2 separate regions of the Sus scrofa genome follow, and region 1 is linked to region 2. A link is a contact called in public HiChIP or PLAC-seq data. All regions are on one chromosome and are shown on one strand. Each heading gives the region's core, a stretch centred on a gene start, on an enhancer-like site or on the middle of the called end of the contact. The rest is flanking DNA. Distances are from core to core; before and after follow the strand shown.

The links. HiChIP or PLAC-seq counts read pairs in DNA pulled down with a chosen protein or histone mark.
Region 1: an H3K27ac HiChIP or PLAC-seq map of skeletal muscle shows a contact between it and region 2, with 2.4 times the contacts expected there. The contact joins two enhancer-like sites. A contact is called at or near these places in 1 of 47 Hi-C or Micro-C datasets (fetal skeletal muscle) and 1 of 2 datasets of contacts at active chromatin or transcription factors (skeletal muscle).

The regions. Positions count from the first base shown.
Region 1 is chr7:17,851,904-17,854,974 of Sscrofa11.1, forward strand. The region is part of intron 2 of LOC106504342 (a long non-coding RNA gene); the gene reads left to right. Among named protein-coding and RNA genes, the nearest start is that of HDGFL1, 160 kb to the left of the region's middle. Within about 2 kb of position 1,783, at least 3 of the 83 cell types and tissues checked have an H3K27ac peak or open chromatin away from gene starts, as enhancers often do. A contact at or near this core is called in fetal skeletal muscle and skeletal muscle, where this site is marked.
Region 2 is chr7:17,518,816-17,521,712 of Sscrofa11.1, forward strand. No RefSeq gene overlaps it. Among named protein-coding and RNA genes, the nearest start is that of PRL, 57 kb to the left of the region's middle. Within about 2 kb of position 1,481, at least 18 of the 83 cell types and tissues checked have an H3K27ac peak or open chromatin away from gene starts, as enhancers often do. A contact at or near this core is called in fetal skeletal muscle and skeletal muscle, where this site is marked.

The sequences.
Region 1 (3,071 bases), core at 533-3,032, 330 kb after region 2:
TTGGATGTACTGTAAACTTCAGTGTGAGAGCACCTGCCTCTTGAAACCACACTGATAACATGTATGCCAATTGAGCTATTCGTTGGATCCGATGAAAGTTTCTTTCCCTATCGAGAATTTTCCAGAAAGGAATATATTCTGTCTGACACACAGTAACTAACACCCTAGGATTCAAAGATAAACTTGATAGGAGATATGAGGATGCATATGAAAATATGCACTGGCCAGTAACACCACCCAGGTAATGTTAACGCTGGGTGCTGGTTTTAGCAGGCAGCTTGGGTACTGTTCTTTCTGGATCCTTATCTCAGGCTGGCTTAGAGTTGGAAGACTCTAGAACATCTGGAGATGCTCTCCTGGCTATAATTTTGGTTGAGATTCCAGACCAGAGAATCAGCATGCTGTTATCTTCTTCCCAAAAGTTCAATACATTAAAGACAAGGTAAACTGTCATTAGGAAGGAAATGCATATATTTTTGTTATGTTTCAAAGGCTTTATTGAAGTCTATCTGACAAAATTGTAAGATACTTAAATTATGCAATAGGATGATTTAATATATATATGGACATTGTGAAAAGTTTCCTAGAGTCAATTTGACATCTCTTTTCCTACTGTAATTAATGTGTGTGTGTGTGTGAGAACATTTAAGTTTTACTCTCCTAGCAAATTTTAATTGCTCAATACAGTACTATCAACTATATTCACCACGTTCTATATTAGATACTCAGACCTTATTCTTATAACTGAAAACTTGAGCTCTTTTACCATCCCCTGAACATTTCCCTCATTCCCCAGCCCCTGACAAGCACTATCCTACTGTTTCTGAGTTCAACCCTCTGCTTTTACTTTTATTTCTTTTTATTCCACATGTAAGTGATACCATGAAGTATCTGTCTTTCTCTTTCTGGCTTATTTCACGCAGCATAGTGCCCTCCAGTTTTACTCATGTTGTCGCAAATAACAGGATTTCCTTCATTTTAAAAGAAATGCACTTAAGAAAAAAAACAAAAAGATATGTGTCGGGACACAGTGACCCCAGTGTGCCTTTAAAAATAAGAAATCTGCTCTCCTAGGCAGAATCAGGTTTATGACCTAAGAATCTATCTTCTTATACCACATTAAAGAGAAAGGAGAGAAAGAAAAAAAAGGAAAGGAGGGAAAGAAGGAAAAAGGGAGAAAGAAAGAGTACTTAAGAATAAGCTATTTCCTGAGAATTATTGAAGTAGCTAAATTATAAAAGCACATGGAAATCCAGATCCTGTCACATTTATGTAAATTAGCATTCAGTTCTTGGTCAGTCGATTGGTGAGTTCTGCCATTCATTCATTTTTCCAGGCATGTGCAAAGAGCTAAGAGGAGAATGGCAGAAAAGATCCTGCCAGATAAGGCAGGGATTTCAAAACACTGGAGGGACCCTACCCTTAGTATGCTTGGGAATATTTAACTCTCAGCAAAATGATCTCCAGGAAGTGCCCTCCAATATCTGTTGTCCATGCAGCTCTCTTGATGTTTCAGGGATAATAAATTTTGCCTTCTGTATTTAATATTTGTAATTGCTTTCATGTCACAGTCTTTGAAAAGCCATACAAGATAGGGCAAGTTGTGAAAGAGGGTAGTCAGATCCAGAGAGAAAATCAAAGAGAGAAACACTGTCTCACAGGGCTGTAGTTATTTTCTGTAAGCAACTGGCCCTCAGAAGCAACTGGCATGCTTAGTCAGATGCTAAGCCTGTGGGGTGGAAAGGCCATGGCTGGCACCCTTCACAGAGAGTAGTGCCTCTCCACCACGCAGGTGTTCTGGCTCCAGAGGCCTGCCAACTGGCAACCCGATTCTCTGAGGGGATTATGCACAGTTGCTCTTAGTTAAAATAGGACACTTATGCAAACACAGGATCCACTGTTGCTAACTTTTGTTGTCCTCGGTAACTCCCATCCTCTCTGGTTCAGAAATGAGAGAAGCAGATGCAGGCAATGCAGGCTTTGCGATTCTTGTTTTTCTACTTGTTAAAATTGGCACCCACAGCTTCTACAAAGTGACTACACAACTCTGAAATGATGCATGAAATGGGAAAAAATGGAAACAATTTTTGCCCTGAATGCTCAGGTCACAGAAATTACAGACATGGATTCACACAGCAAATAGTGACAAGTCTTCCCTAGCTTCAGCCAAGAGTTAAGCCGACTATGGTGGATCATCCCAATAAACAAGGGACTGAGTCAAAGAGAAGAGAAGGTCTATCTCCTTTGATGCCAGGTGACATGAATCTTCTCAAGTCCTGCCCTTCTTCCAACCCCATTCACCAGGTTTTCTTTTCACCCCCATTGCTTCCCAATTTTTTGCTTTTCCTTTTGCTGAATGTCCTTTTCAAATATTCAGTCTTTTATTTGTGTGCACTCTTCCCTTCCTTCTACTTGTTTTCTCTAAGGTTCCTTATACTTAGCAGCTACTCAGGAAGCATGTTGAAGGGAGACAAGGTGGGAATGGGGTCATGGAACTTAAGGATTTATTTAAAGTTGTCATACCCAGGAGACAAAGCCAAGGGCTACCTATCTTTAGGTGCAGATCCATGTATTCTAAAGAAAGAAAAACTAGGTCATGTCACCATCGTTGTGACTGTCAATCAAATGTGTGCGGGGACACACTTGGGAAAGACCACTTTCCTATGCATTGCATGCTCACACACGTGTAGCCATAAAACACAATCTGAGTTATCCCCCAGCTGTCGGCTTCTATCTCTTTCTCTGTCTCTCAAACCCAAAGAAAGAAATTAAAATGTAAGAGTAGGCACTCTATTAGAAGTGTAACTTTAAAATTGACTTAGAATAAAGAAAAATAAAATGCATGCTGCAATTTAAAGGCTGTATTTCTTGGGAATTGTGCTGTTCAGATGTATAAAGGACGCTGAGGAAATTGGTTATACTCCTCCTTGCTTCTCTTTCTTTCCTTTCTTTGAGAATCAGGAGCTCCCTTGTGGTGCAGCAGAGCAGATTAAAGATCCAGTGTTGTCTCACTGCAGTGGCTTGGGTTGCTGCTGTGGCATGGATTCGATCCCTTGTCTGGGAATTTCCAA
Region 2 (2,897 bases), core at 231-2,730:
GTGGTATAGGCCGGCAGCTGAAGCTCTGATTTGACCCCTAGCTTGGGAACCTCCATGTGCTACCAGTGCGGCCCTAGAAAGACCAATAAATAAATAAATAAGTACAGGGGCAGCTGCCAGGCTATTGGTAATGTCGTAGTTCTTAGGTGGGTTTTATTAGCTTTTATTTTATAGTACGCTTTACAACCTGCATACATGTTACCTTCTTTCTATTTTAAGTACCAAATGCTATGTTTCCTTCAAATATTGTGGATGAAAAAAGCTTTTAAATAGAAGAAAAACTGAAGGGCCAATTTAGAAAGTCCAAGAGAACATGGGACCTCTGATTCTATTTTTGAGTTTCTGCAAAATGGGATGTTAATTATCACTTTTTAATAGAAGATTGTGACTCTGACCAAAAAAAAAGAAAATTATTAAAAGAATTTGAAGGGCAAGCTTTGCCAAGCTGAAGAGAATAATTCTCTCTCTTTCCTAGGGACCTCAGATCAAATTTCAACAACGTAGAAAAAACACATTTATTCTGCTCTCTTTTTCTCTCTTTTATTCGGTTTTATGCCTGGAACAAAGATACCATAGCTTCTCTTCGAAAGACTTCCATGTGAGTTTGAAAGAGTGGAGAATTCGGAACATGCTGTCGTTGAGATAAAAACTCTCAAGTTTATTCAAAATGCTCCTCAATTGGACCCAGATCCCAGACCGCCGGGGTGGGATTCATTCATCTCTAGCTGGAACTAGGGGTGTTTTTTTTGCCCTTTTCCAGAAGACCAGGAGATTCATTTTAAAAAGACGCTGCCGCTGCTTTTTTCACATCACAAAAGAATTAATGTTCACGCAGGCCTTTGAAGATGTGGTGTCACGCTTGTGCTATTATTAATAATAAACTACAGATCTGCTTCACACCATCTGAAAAACAGGGCTGTGTCCCCATGAAAGGACTTTTATTTCCACCAGTTCTCCATTATGTTTAGTCCAGATCCAGCTCAGCCTCAGACTGGGGCTGGTCCCAGAAAGTGGGGAAAGAAAGGAAGCAGCTGGAGGGAAATAAGAACAGCACATACCGCCCCATACATTGAAAAAATACAAGTAGAAAGAAAACCTTTATAACCATTAGAGATCAGTGCCACCTGCTGCAAGCATTTCAGCGAGAATGTGGGTTGAGACACAGCACCTAAGACAGGGCTTAAAGGAGGCGTTATCTTTGATTCTTTTTGCCTCCTGGAAGGTAAACATTCCCAGGTTCCTGAGCCTGCTGGGACAGGAAAGAAGGCGCTGATGGCAATCAGCTGTTAGCCTCGCCTTCTATATTTGCTTATTGCTTCAAATGGTTCTTTCTCTTCTTTTCTGAAACCACTCAGATCATTCCTCTGGTAGCTTTTTGTGTTTACAAGCTCCCTTAACATGCCTGGGTTTGGAGGCGATTGTAAATAACAGTCCAGTAAAGACTCCAAGACAGGGTCCATTTGGAGAGGCCAGTGCAAACACACAGAGCTGGAGACACAGAGAATGGCTTCTGTGGGCTCCTCCAACAACAGGCACACCCGCTGACAACAGCAGCCCGAGAAGGAGCAAATTTGAGAGCCGGGGCTGTTATTTTTGTTGGAAAAAATCCTTGCACCTGTCTTTGGTGGCACGATTCTCATTCCCCTGGTTTCAGCCTCCCCTTGGCTCTGCTTGTTCTGGAGCTGGTTACTCAAAATGAACTCCAACCTTATTTCTGAATGACAAGGGTGTACCGAAGGGGAAAGTGTTTCTTGCTCCATTTCAGGTCCCAACACTGAAGGTGTTTGTACATGGAAAAGGGAGCTGGAGAGAGAAAGAAAAAGAGAGAGAGGGAGGGAGGAGAGGAAAAAAAAAAAAAGGCAAACATACAAAACTCAAGGAAATCAAGACCATGCTGTGCAGAATTGTTACAGCTGTTTCTGTTTTTATTGGCCCGCTCTTCTGGCTTCACTTTTTCAGCAACTGCGGTTCATATGAGCAGGAAGGCATCCAGCATGGCCGGGCTGCACAGAGGTGGGAGGGGTAGGACAGAGAAGGGACAGACAGGGGAAGGGCAGGAGTAGGGGCGGGGGGTGGGGGGAGTGGGAAAGTGGGGGGCTTTGGAATTGTGTACAGCACTTGCTTGGAGGGTTTACACATCAAAGCATTTCTTTTTGATAGTTTTGTGGAAGCCTCAGCAATAGAATTCAGATGCACTTGATGGAAAGCTCCTAAAAGCATCCCATCTCCCTGGCTGGCTCAGATTAGTGGTCCGTTGAAGGCATTGTACTAGCCCTGGAAATGACGTTCAGACATCTCCGAGGAAATAAAGTGTCAGGACACATCCCTTTCCCAGTCTCTCCCCGACTGTGATTCACCTAGACCGTTGCACAGGGCTGAACATATGGAGAGTGCATATTTTCCCTGGGGGCCTCTATTTCTCACGGTTACAAATGGAATGAGCTGTATGCCTGCTCACTGACCCTATGAGGATATTGGCAGCTGGGATACAGAGCCTTAGGGCTTGGGGTAAGCTGCTCACCCACCTTGATCCCCTGCACAGCAGCTGGAAAGGGAGCTAGAAAAAAGGCATATGGAAAAGCCCGCAATCTCGCTCCACCACTCTCTTTCTTAAAACTTCCTATTAAATTGGTGATTTAAATGACATTTTTAGGGTTTATAAAATTGCTTAAACTGGAGTTCTTGAATTTGATACTGTTCTTAATCACCCTTGCCCTAACACACGCGCACACACACACACACACACACACTCACACACACTCACACATGCTCCTAATTAAATGAATTCTACAAACCCTAAGGAAATATTATTATAAAATACTGTGTCCACAAACGAGAGCAAGTGGGCAGGAGAACTGGTAGGTAAGGACCAGAACAAGGGGAAAAACATATTTATT